Regions from separate parts of the Rattus norvegicus genome. Here region 1 is linked to region 2. Evidence: chromatin contacts called from public Hi-C data. All regions are on one chromosome and are shown on one strand. The core of a region is the stretch at or near the end of the contact, and the rest is flanking DNA. Distances in the headings are between cores, read along the strand shown.

Evidence for each region. Hi-C and Micro-C count contacts between places; a contact is called where the count stands out from the background.
Region 1: a Hi-C map of hepatocytes shows a contact between it and region 2, with 2.6 times the contacts expected there. The contact joins two enhancer-like sites. A contact is called at or near these places in 10 of 12 Hi-C or Micro-C datasets (the A7r5 cell line, the Rat2 cell line, Schwann cells and 6 more) and 1 of 1 datasets of contacts at active chromatin or transcription factors (oligodendrocytes).

What each region holds. Positions count from the first base shown.
Region 1 is chr2:173,600,361-173,607,266 of GRCr8, forward strand. No RefSeq gene overlaps it. Among named protein-coding and RNA genes, the nearest start is that of Sh3d19, 50 kb to the right of the region's middle. Within about 2 kb of position 2,786, at least 17 of the 93 cell types and tissues checked have an H3K27ac peak or open chromatin away from gene starts, as enhancers often do.
Region 2 is chr2:173,358,081-173,364,473 of GRCr8, forward strand. The region is part of intron 3 of Fhip1a (FHF complex subunit HOOK interacting protein 1A); the gene reads right to left. Among named protein-coding and RNA genes, the nearest start is that of Fhip1a, 28 kb to the right of the region's middle. Within about 2 kb of position 3,726, at least 5 of the 93 cell types and tissues checked have an H3K27ac peak or open chromatin away from gene starts, as enhancers often do.

The DNA of each region.
Region 1 (6,906 bases), core at 1,536-4,035, 240 kb after region 2:
TACGTCAACATGGACCCACCAATATACCAAGTACACCGCCACCTAGAACCAGCTCTCCTGTGAGATGTTAGTCGTGGGGGATACATTTCAGAAGAGGGAGCCGAGAGACTGTGAGAACCACAGGATGGGGACTTTGCTGTGAGTCTGTCTCTCTCAGTGGCGTCAGAAGCTGCACCCATCACATCTCACCAACACGACTGGATAAATGTGAGCTGGACAAAGACGACAGACAGGCCAGAGTGGACGGGGAAAAGCCCATGAGGCCTCAGCCCTACACAGAGCTGCAGGCGTCTAAGGAATGCGGAGAGCGGGAGAAATGATCTTCCCCAGGGAGGAGCAAACCAGTTGGTTGTCCAATACCCAATGGTCAGCCCTGAAAATATAGGCATACAAGTAACATTACACAGCCTGAGCAGGTTGTACTTAGGGATATAGATGTGCATACATATATGCGTGTGACAACAATTAATGAAAAAAAAAAAGTCCATGCATCTGAAAAAGAGCAAGGAGGGGTAGATGGGGAGGGCGGAGGAAGAAAAAGGGAAGGAGGAGATGATGTAATTATATTATAATCTCAAAAATAAAAAAGAAACCTCTGAGGCTACACAGAAAAACAACCTGTCTTGAAACACCAAAATAAATAAGTAAATACATTTTAAATGTGTCTGTTTGTCTTTCTGCTTACTGTCCACCAGGTGGTAAGAAGCCTCTTCTAGCATAGTCTCCTGGCAGCGTGTTCTGTCCAACGGCATGGGGCCAAGTGACCACGGACTGACCCTGAACTGGAACAACCTGATATGACTCCCGATAGTATAAATTATGACGTACACAGCATTTCCCAGCACACACGTCTGCCAAAATATGTGACCTGAATCTCTTCCTGCCTGTGGCTTAATTTCCTGTTTCCAGGAAATACATCGGGCGTATTCAAGGGCACCTCCAGAAATAATCAGGCATGTTCAGAGAGCAGGGCACTCCAAGATGTCTGACTTGATTGCTTCATGAAGTCAACGCTAAGGAAATAAAGTGAAGATTAAACTAAAGGAGAATGTAAGTGACAACCCCATAGCCAATATTTACATATACACTTTTATTTGTAAGAACTTTAAATAAACCCTGTGTGCTCGCTACAGGGAAATTTAAAAGCCATAAGAAAATTAATGATCATATATAATTACAACTAATTAGTGATTTGTTGAAATGTTCTTTCCAAGGCCTTGTGAGTTGGCTTCTCAATCTCTGGCCAGCATTAAGGGAGAGCCTATCAGTGAGGAAATGTGGAGCGGTACCGTAAGCATCACCAGCCTCAGCTAACTTAAGATCTGTCCTTTTCTTCATGTGGAAGACTAGATAGTCATCTGTTTGGGTATTTCCCTCATTAATTTTCTCCTAACTACAAAAGTGTTTGTGTTCTGTATTTTATAAAATTATAAAACATAAGAGGAAAATAAGACTTCAACAATATGTCTACCGATTACAGATTTTATTCTGTGTACGTGCCTCTTAAACACTTCAGTAACACTAGAATCTCAAATCGTTTGGGTATCTGGATTTTGCTTCTGTTATTGTCGTTGTTTGATTGGGGGCTGGTATTTGTGGTCACACATGGGCACAGATTCGTGGGCATTCGTGACGTGGAGGTTTACATGGGAGTGTCTTTCCTTAATGACCTGACACCTTAGTTTCTGAAACAGGGTCTTGCTGAACCTAGAGCTAGCCAGCAAATCCCAGGGATCCTCTCATCTACTTCTGCAGCTCTGGGGTTACAGTGCCCTGCTTTTTAACTGGATGCTGGGGATCCAAACTCAGGTCCTTGTGCTTAGCATCAAGCACTTTACCAATTAAGCCACCTTCTCAATACCCAGGCACCCACACACTTTTTTTTTCATTTTTAGACAACATCCCATTGTGAGGCACAAGCTAGTCTCTAACTTGCAATCCCCCTGCCTTAACACTCTGAGTACAGGGGTTACAACTGTGTCACCATAGCAGGCTTGTCTTTTTTTTTTTAACAAAATTTATTCTCATTTATCATTGTTCCTACCTTTAAGTAATGTCTGGAACACACATTTACATAGCTGCACTGCGTTTCTTCGAATGACCATTTAACAAGTCGTTTTACCAGCCCTTCATCATTAAATATTTCTATTTCAAAAAATTCCACAAGGCATGACCACTGTTCACTGGAGTAGGGACCGTGTAATAAGCCTGTAGTAACTGTCATTTAATAAGCCACAGAAGTTACGGTGAACCGAGGGACGAGATGGATGATAGGGATAAAGAATGTCTTCCACCTGGTTCCAGGAGATCGGGTTTTATTGCCCTAGCAAGGGAGTCCCTGGAACCCGCCTCTCTTTAGGGTTCCTACTGTCTGCTGAGCTGCACTGCATCCCTGTGGCCATGAGTGGTACTGCAGCACGGAGGCCTCAGCCAAGCTGCTTAGCGTCCTTTCCTGACCGATTTTTAAATCCAACTTAAAACTGTGACGGTTTTCCTTCAGCTCTCAAATTGGAAATTTACAAGCTCAAACTGATAGACTGTGTGATATTTCCCTTGTAATAAACACTACGTTAGTGTCTTGAGCATTTAACTAAAACAAACAAAAACCCACCCAGCTGCAGCGTCTGTCCTTCCTCCCCGCATCTCCCTTGATCAAGCCCTTTTGCTTTAGTCATATTGAAGCAAGTCCTCAAACAAGTGGAGCTTTTCTTCTCTCCGGGACTTTCCACATGCTAAACAAGAACTCCTAAGGCTCCGGGTTCTTTGGATTCCAGTGGTTTGGTTGCCTTCCACATGTTTCACGGACTGTAAACAGTAATGCCCCACAAACTAATCTCCTTCCCTACAGGGCAGGAGTGTCTCCTCCCTTTACCCATTCTTTCTCGTACCTTGGAGACAGTAATTCCCAAACAGACACAGTGGAAATCTAGTGTGCAAAAACCCACAACGTGGTAGTGTATAGGGCAGTATATTCTCTCCAGGAAATGCCATTATATTTATCTCTGTCAGTGTTCCCGGGCAACTACTGAATAGCACAGACACTGACACCGAGAAGGAAGAGCAAGGGAGGGGAAGGTCTGGGAGGGAGGCTATTAACTGTGCACGAAGTATTGTTCCAGTAGGGATGAAGCTCGGGGTGTGGATGGTTTCCTGTTTTCTTGCTTGCTTGCTTGCTTGCTTGCTTGCTTTCTTTCTTTCTTTTTTTTTTTTTTGTATATACAGAGAACGTATATTTTAGCAAAAAAAAATCAAAAAGATAGAGTAATGTAGCTAATGCTGGTCTCTATTTTGCTATGTAGTCAGGGATGACCTTGAATTCCTGATCCTCCTGCATCTAAATCCCAACTGATGGGACCACAGGCATTGCTTGCTCTTTCAGTACTGGATACGGACCCAGGGCCCTCATGAAAGCCAGGAACGTGCTCTACAGCTGATGTTGTATCACCAGGCCACTGGACTTCACAAGGAGGTAAACCCAGACACCCACATTTCCAAAAGAATTTTAGGCTATGCACATGACCACCAACATACCACCAACACTGCAAGCCTTTGCCTCAGTGAAGGAAACCTTTTAGGCTCAAGTATTTTGTTTTTTAAAAGATTTATTTATTTATATGAGTACACTGTAGCTGTCTTCAGACACACCAGGAGAGGGCATCGGATCCCATTACAGATGGTCGTGAGCCACCATGTGGTTGCTGGGATTTGAACTCAGGACCTCTGGAAGAACAGTCAGTGCTCCTAACCGATTCATCTCTCTAGCCCTAGGCCCAAGTCTTAAAGAAGTAGTTCTAAGGGCTGGAGAGATGGCTCAGTGGTTAAAGAGCACTGACTGCTCTTCTAGAGGTCCTGATTTCAATTCCCAGCAACCACATGGTGGCTCACAACCATCTATAATGAGATTTGATGCCCTCTTCTGGTGTGTCTGAAGACAGCGACAGTGTACTTACATATAATAAATAAATCTTTAAAAAAGAAAAAAAGAAGTAGTTCTAAGAGTAAGAATTTCTGAGGCGGGGAGAGCGCTGCTTGAAAGCAGGACTGGTTTTGGAGACCTGCTGGGTTTGATACCTACCAACCATTCTTTCTTCTAAAAGCAACTGATCTTCCCCATGGGAAACTGCTGATTCCCTACCTACGTCTGTCCCTTGAGGCACATGAACATCTGCCTTGCTTCCCTACCCTGGCCCATGCCCACTCCTGCCCTGCACACTGCATCCAAGGTGTGATTTACTTTCATTGTGCTAAACAAGCCCTTGGATTCAGGCGCAGCTAAACCTTAAGACGAACCATCTACCCCCAGCCTTTTCCATCCCCGAGTCAGCCCATCCTCCCTTTACTGTGTTTTTCTAAGTGGTTTTGATAAGAGCTTTGTCATTTACAACATGAAAATTTCTGACAAATGCATATGCCTTCCAGCTGTGTCTACACACAGGCAGGGATTGATGTACCCTGATGTTCAGTTTTGTTCCGTGATAAAATTTCCTTCAGCATTCTAGGCAGAGCTCAAGATAATGAAACACAGAAATCCCACCTATTTGGAATACTCCGGCCCTGTTCAATGTATCTATTTTTAGCACGGCTCTTATAAGCTGTCCGCATACATAAACTGGAGATACGATATTTCACAGAGTGTTTGAAGGTGAAAGGGAAAAACTCACGTCACTTTATGCTAGCTAAGTGCAGGGTATTCCTCATCGCCGCCGTCATCATCTCATTTTCCGTCACGAAGTTCCTGGAAAGTTACTTATCGTCAGTATCAACGGTCACACAACGGTGACAGTAATCAAGCAAGAGCGCGGTGAAAACATTGTTCTCTGGCTCCTTTCAGGCTATAATCGTCCCAAGAATGTTCCAAAGATGAGTTTGAATAATGTCCCCCAAGTTTCTTTGAGAGCAGAAATGCTGTGCGTGACTGTACAGTGTGGTCATCTCCGCCCGCAGGTTGCTGCGTCTCTGATGTTCACTTGCATACACGCTTTATTTCAAAGCTTATTAATATCTTAGGCTTTTCATTTGATTGTAAAACAAAAAACCCACGGGCTGTTTGGGACAGTGTAGCTCCATACAACGACCAGCTTTATCGAGGTTTTCCTTCCCTCCGGCCTCTCTGCGAACCACCCTGACCACCCCCTGCTAGAAATTCCTTCCTCCCCCGTCCCAGCGGCGATGTGCTCCTACTTCTTCTTGGACTTTCAGCTACTTGGGATCCCTTCTTCTAGTTCCTGACTCTGGGGATCCCTCCCCCAAAGCTCCGGTTTCAGTCTCTGGCAGCTCCTGGGGACTTTATCCACTTTCATGCATCTTGAGTGACTCCATGAATAAGTCTTGAATAACTCCATCTTTCTATTATTTACTTTCTATGTGTGTCTTATCACAAAGTTTTTTCAGTATCTTCTGAAATTTTCCACAATCTTGGCATTTGCAACTGGCTGCCTTCACAATGCCTTGTGTCCAGTGTCACAACTGTGGTCCCCATGTCCTGCCCTCCTTGTTGAATCCTCTCTCCTTCTCTCAGTCTCCAAACACTTCAGTGTCTTCTGGCCTCAGCCATCCCCTGCTGTCACAAGCCCCACAGGAGCACAGGCCTCACCCCCTCACTGTCTGCCCTCATAACCAGTCTCCTTAGTATCTGTGGGTTGTAGCCAAACTGACAAAATTTGAGCTCTGATAAAATGGTGACCTCGAGAGGAACAAGAGCCATCTACGGGTCACCTGATGTTCCTAGCACATGCTACAGACTGCAGCACATACTACAGCATTTGGCTGATCATCATTTGCTACAAGGGAGTTGTGTGTGTGTGTGTGTGTGTGTGTGTGTGTGTGTGTGTCTGTGTGTCTGTGTGTGTATGTGTGTGTGTTTGTGTGTGTCTCTGTGTGTGTGCCTGTTTGTGTGTGTTTGTGTGTCTGTGTGTGTGAGTTTGTGTGTGTATGTGTCTGTGTGTGTGTTTGTGTGTGTGTGTGAGTTTGTGTGTATGTATGTGTCTGTGTGTGTGTGAGTTTGTGTGTGTGTCTGTGTGTATGTGTGTGTGTTTGTGTGTGTGTCTGTGTGTGTGTGCCTGTTTGTGTGTGTTTGTGTGTGTGTCTGTGTGTGTGAGTTTGTGTGTGTGTGTCTGTGTCTGTGTCTGTGTGTGAGTTTGTGTGTGTGTGTGTGTGTGTGTGTGTGTGTGTGTGTTCAGCTTGACATTTCTTAGCTTGACTGGGCCTTCATCATACAAATTATTCACACCATCTTACTTCTGAACACTTCACAAAGTAAACCTGTTATTAAATTCAATCTGGATTTTTAGAAGCTCACACCAACTGCTAATTAAGACCAAACTACCTGACACTCATTAATTCTCTATTATCACTGTAATTTGTCTCCCTAACCAAATTATGATATTGTTGGAGCCTGAAACTTTTACAACCAACTGCCTAAAAGGAGTTGATTTACTCCTTACCTAAACACCCCCTCACCAATAATAATCCACTAAAGCAGAGCCATCTGATATGATTCTTCTCTGTGTGCACATTTACAGATCTCATGGTGTCTAACGCTAGTCACCATGAGTCCATTAAGCATTAACTGTTGACTTAAATATGTAAAACTGAGGGGCATTCCATTAAAATTACTCCTTGACCTGAAAGCCCCAAACGAAACTGTCCTTCGGTGGCCTGGCCTCCTGAATACCTTCTGGTATGTGCTGGAGATTAAACTCAGTATCTCGAGTGTGCTAAGCATACATCCTGCCACTGAGCCGCCTCTCAATGCCTCCGATTAATGTTTGCATTAGGAGGTACAAGAACTCGACTCGTCACTGACTGTCTTTTGGAATATGCATGCTAGAACCGTTAGCATTTATCTTATTTAGCCCCGTGATAAAAAATAAGGTGGAAAGGCAACATCAACAGCATTCTATCAAA
Region 2 (6,393 bases), core at 2,476-4,975:
ATGTTTTTATTGCCAACAAACAATGGCCGTGTCTTAGAGGCCTCTGCTCACATGAGAGGTGCCCAAGCCATCCTTATAACACCAACATGGTTTTGTTTTTCCCTTGCCCATCATAAACCACAATCCAACCCCCAACTCTCTGAAGAAATTAGCAAAGGGCTAATTTCAAAGCTTCTTATCCGGCACCACATGCATATTATTTATACCCCCTAGCTTCAATGTGATTTACCAGACTATAATTTAATATATGATTCAGTGTAACTAAACTTCATCTAATAGAGTTTGGCTACTGAGGTACTGCAAGCCAAGAATGATGTCACATGCCTGTAATGCTAGCACGTGGGAGGCCAGGGCAGAGGATGTGAGTTCAAAGAGACTAGCCTGGGTTACATAGGAATTTAGGCCAGCCAGTACAGAAAGGAGAAAGGAGGAGGAAGGAGGGAGGGCATACTCCAAATAGTATGTCAGAGTGAACTTCACAGTCTAACTCTGAGGCCAGAATTAGTGAGGAGACCGGGGTGGGAGTAAGTCAAAAGCAAAGACGGGAGAACTGTTCCAAACACAGCGCCCTCCAGCCCTTTCTTGTTTACTAACTGAGAAACACTCTGGATCCTGGACTCAAGTTTACTATTTTCAGCATGAGAAGTGGTAAGAACATCATTGTCCCTCAGCTGCTGAATGTTTCCCGTATATTGAAGGAATCTGCTGAGTATATTATTTTGTGGCTTCCCTGTGATCTTTTGAGAACTGACTCCCTAGAAAGGCAGTTCCTCCAGGAACAGGGTTAAAGAAGAAAGGTAATCTGAGGCTGGACAACAGAGCCAGCAATATGGCTGCTAAGTGTGGCCCAAATGCAACTTTCTTCTTATACCAATCTTCTTCACCTCCATTTTTCCAGATAAATCAGTGTCATTTTCAGTTTTCTTCATATATTTATCCTTCTTCTAGGACTGCCGACTTTCTGCAGAAACACGGACATCTGACCTACTGAGCCAGTTCTCAAAGAACACGGTGCGGTCAAGTGCTCAGAACATACTCAATAGACTGAGATGGGCATGGGGAGATCTGCTATAAAAGAAGAAACAGAAAGAAAGCTTGGCGTCGCGGTGCCTCACTGGTAGGTAGGTTCATCTGCTGATTATCTGAGTAACGGAAAATTTCCATGTATAGTGAATACTACTTCACTGAAAACACAAAGCCTAACTCAGGAGTGATCCACTGGGGAAAAGAGATGCTTCCTCAGGCTTTCCCTCATGTCTATTCCAGATTAACATGACAGCCCTATTTAATCCTGGTAAGGCTGATTCCCAACTCACGGGTGGAAGGGGAATGTCTGGGCTAAGGTCTCAGGCAGCAGACTACAGAAGGCAGGGTCGCATCCTGTGCCTGCACTTTCTCCCCGGACTCTATCTGCCTGCTGGGCTAAGTGCATCATTTTGGGGCAGAATTTTATATTTAGACCAATTTTCCCAGGCACAAAAACTATAACAAAAACAAGCTCTGATAACAAAAGACAAATTTCACTCCTGGCTTATTTTCCATGAACCACAAAGAAATCTCCACACAATGGAGAGACCGAAACCACACACGTGTGTGTCAGAACAAATTCAATAATTCCAGTCATTGTGGTCGTTTTCCTTCCGTCATCCACAAACCTGCTCATCATCTGGCACTGGATAGGCTCAGCAGAGCATCTCATCAGGATGCAAGTCAAACAGAAACAAGGGGCAACATTTCCTACAGGGAGCCAGCATGGGGCAAGAGACAACCAAGGCAAGATAGTAACAAGCAGGCAACACCCCTCGGCTGGGCTCCTCACCCTCCATTTTCTTACAACTCGCCCGAAGATAAACTCACAGGACGTTTTCTGCTGATCAATTTCAAACACTCTCTTGGGATGGTGCATTGGGGAAGAATAAATGATTCACCCCAAACTTCGGAGCAGCTCTTTCCCTCTTGTTTCTGAGGTGACCACCACCCGGCTTCCATGGATAAGGCGGGGGTTTTGTGTAAGTCTTGTTTTGTGTCTTCTGTGTGAGGGAGAGGGAGGCCCTCCGTGCACTCATTGGGATTAAAGAGAGAAATCTAATTTCTCAGTTCAAATCAGAAGTCACTGGAAGTTTAATTTCTTCTCCTACAAAGAGAGCACGGCAGATAGAATGGCACTGCCCGCCTCAGACTCTAAAACAGAACTCTGTGCTCATCTGTGTGGGAAGACAGAAGATACACTTGGTCACCTAACTTCTGTGAGTCTAAAACATGGTAAGACCAGGCAAGAAGACCTGGAGCTGACAGGACAGAATCAGGCACGTCTGGGGGCAATTGTTCAATGGCACCGGCAGGCTTCCTGAGACACCCACCTCTGAGCTGACAGAGCACTCATGTCAGCTATTTGGGAAAGGGCTACCTTGGATAGAGGTAGCTCTCCCCAGCCCATGGTCTGTTTAGCCGATGGTCTGGTCAGAAGAGAGGGTGCTTTTTAATCCTTAAAGATTTGCCTCTGCTTTCTGTGGAGACAGCCCCCTCACCAAGGCATAAAGCCTGGCAAGGAAAGTGTGAGCTCATCTCTCCTTGCAGTGCCGTAGACTGCAGTAGACAACCTGCCCAGGTCTGCCCATGGCTCTGCAGTGCCTGGGTCTCTCCTGTAGCTACAATCACAGAGACTTGTAGCTTCCCATCAAGAGAAACACAATTCACTAATAGCTAAGAAGCTCTGGATTTATGGGAGACACTAGGAAACGTTTTCCCCAAGTTCAGTCCCCTTCCTCAGAAGAAACTCTGACTTTGTAGTTTAAAAACGGGTTTCCTCTGCATCTGGCTGTGGCTACTGCCTGTGTTCTGATCAGGAACATAGTCTATAAATAGAAGCCATGCTAGGAGTGGGAAAGGATCTGGGAAGGGAGGTCTCTGTGATCCACAGCTTAATCTGTGCAAACCAATGCAGGGGTTGCTCTTAAACCAAGGTGATTTGCATTGTAAATGTTAACAGAGATCTCCTCCCCAGCATTTAAGGCACTGCCTGGCACATACTGGGTACTCAAAATAAATGTGCTGAAATAATTAATGAAATGAGTGTTTCATAATAAGAGAAGGGCAGCCAACGCTGACAGCTGATAATAAAGCAGAAGTGGAATGGCTGCTGTGACCCCACCTTCAAGTAATCCTCAGACACATGACATCAGTCCCTCCCCTCAGACGCATGACAGCAGTCCCTCCAAGATTGATTACACCCTGACTCATCGTAAAAAGCACATGGCCCAGCACACGGTGCTCGCCAGGGATAAGCACGGTGTGCATTCTGATATTTATTACTTGCTTCTATTTTAAATGCTAGCCATGACCTATCAAGCTGACTTTATAACTCATTAATGTGTGACTCTTTAAAACATTGTATCTGTATAACATTCCCTACTGAGTTTTCTGCTAACAAATAAGAATCAATACTAATATTTAGTTTCATAAGAATTCTAGAAAAGTTTTAAATTTAATGGAAAGAAAGTAACACAAATAACCAAAATAGCATGTTTAGTTATGACTGCAATTTCTCTATAAAAAATAAACACAATCATCGAGGACCTTAAGAAACACAATGCCACACTACACAACACAATACTACATCACACAGCACACCACCCCACTCATCACACCACACTATGCCACACTGCACTACACTCCACACCACTCCACACAAGTAAAGATGCCGTCGCCCAGCATGTAGGTGCCAGGAGCTGGCTAGCCAGCTCTCGTCTTTCATCTATCCCAGCTCCTGGTGTTGGGTCATCCTGGCAGAGAGCTATCTGCTCCTCTTCTAGCCCCCATACAAGCTGTTGTCCTCTTGAGGAACCTAGTTTATAATGGCTTGCCCTGGTGACTAAGTACTGTGGTAACTGCCCTTGAGGTTTACTGATCAGAGAATACAAGTGAGCTTTCTTTCTGAGCTGAGATCCTCTGAGGGACGCTGGGTAACGACTTAAGGTAGCATTGTGGGGTAGTATAAGATGGCGTGCAGTGAGAAGACACTTGCATTTAATGCTTAGTATCTGGGGCCCCGGGCAGGCCAAGACACTTTTGTTGTCTCAGTAGCTACAGGTATAGCACAAGCTCACACACCCGTAAATCCTCCACAGTGCATTCACACACACAATACAAGAAGGGCAGCAGTGAGGTATGGCAGAAGCGTCCATGTAGAGCATTTTGCCATAGAACTGGACAAAACCGTAGCTGTTAGGCTCTGTAAGATAACAGAAACATACCTTGAAAGGCTCACTGGACCATTTAATGCAATCATTGAGCTTCCCACTAACTCTTCGAGGGCTAATCTAAGGCCGTATATCTGACAGACGGCCTACAACCAGGAAGAAGCCTTGTTTCTCCCACAACCATTCTTTTTTTTAAAATGAATTCTTTTTTTTTTTTTTGGTTCTTTTTTTTTCCAGAGCTGGGGACCGAACCCAGGGCCTTGCGCTTCCTAGGTAAGCGCTCTACCACTGAGCTAAATCCCCAACCCTTCCCACAACCATTCTTAGCTGTAAAACACTGATGTTGACCTAGAGAACCATGACCTTGGTTCTAAAATCCTGACACCCTCTGACTTGGAGCTAATGTGAATTGTGTGTCTCAAGTGTCTCACTTCCTAGCATAAGAAATACAACCAGTGCGGTAAAAAGGATGCCACTGTTCCTCTGATACATTTGCTCTGCCAATTGTGAATCGATCACGTGAACTGCATATACACAAGTGAAGATACACAGAAGGACAAAACGTGTCTGCAGGCCCTAACACACTGGCCGACGAAGCCCATACAATGACAGAGGTGCTGAGCCCTGGCCTTGATCGCACATGACAGCTCAGAGGCGGTTTACAGATGACAGAAATCAATGTGTGCTCAAGTGCAAAGCTTGTCTCAGTGTGGAGCTTGTTCTGGGACTTAAATAAATGCACTCTGGGTGGACAGGCAGGAAGTAAAAGGGACAACCCAGCAGGAGTATGGGAACAAGAGCAGACCCTGCAGAGGGTGACAGGCTGCATGCGGCCAGGTTAGACGCAGTCTGCAAAGCCAGGCAAAGGGGTCCAAATGGTCTTCTGAGGGTAACAGGGCACATTCTTTGGAATGGAGAAACCTATAATAGCCATTTTTTTTATAACCTAGTTAGATGTATGGGAGATAAGGCTTTTGGAGCCTGGGCACAGGAGAGTGAAGCCTGTGTCTGTCCACCACTCATGATCTGCAGAGGGCTTTGCCTGCCTCTTCCAGCCTTTCTCCCCAGGAGGTGATGAGAGACTGAGTCCACCTCTTCTCCTCTTCTCTCCGGAGGCCAGTGTTCTGGCAGGAAGCACACATTTGTCTGTGCTCCTCCTACCACAGCTTCTATGGCTAATCTAATTCTGAGGTCCAACACTAGAAAATGTCATCTACAAGAAGCCCTACTCTCCAGCGTAAGTTTTACAAGTAATGAAGATGCTACCTGGTAATCCACCTGCCTGAGTGGTCTTTTTCCTATTTCCCACTATCTCAGAACACAGGTAAGGAAAACTCAGATTATATGGACTTTTCTGGAACTTTATTTCAGATTGCTTTGGCAGTGAGCTCCGTTTATACTGATTCATGAAGATGCTTTTTACTGTCAGGCTGAACACATCGGTGAAGTGGCACTGTCCTCCACATACTGCTAAATCATGGCAAATGACAGCAGCAAGACAAACTCCCAACAGCACCCAGGCAATCCCAACGTGGAGTCCATACAGAACCCTAAACTGATGGGTGTCGTACTGGGGCCCTCACCACCCTTAGTCACCCACACTGGCTCAACATTCATGGATGCTAAATGCCACCCTGACACCATGGCACCAGGTAAGACATGTCAAAACAAACACTAAAAGTCATATCTCTCTCATTGTTTAAATAGAAATCTATATTCCATATCCTCTGAATTAGCAGCCGAATGTGCACAAAAAAATGAGTGAACGATAAAATTAATTCTCCTACGGAGGAGTGTAGTTTAATATAAAATGTCCCCTGAAGGCTCTATGTGTTGATATCCCAGCTGATGGCACTTTTAAGAGATAACTGGATCATGTGCGCTAACTAACTTCACCAGTGAACTCACCCATGAGTTAATCCACTGAGATGTTCATAGGTGAACAGGGCTGGATGGAGGAAGTAGGTCACCGGAGGCGGGAAGTAGGTCACCAGAGGCAGGAAGTAGGTCACCGGAGGCAGGAGGTAGGTCACCAGAGACAGGAAGTAGGTCACCGGAGGCACGAAGGGTATATCTTTGAAATTATTTATTTACTTATGTGTATGACTGTTTTGCCAGCACATTACATGTTTACCATGTGCATGCCTGGTGCCCATGGAGGCCAGAAGAGGACATCAGATGCCCAGGAACTGGC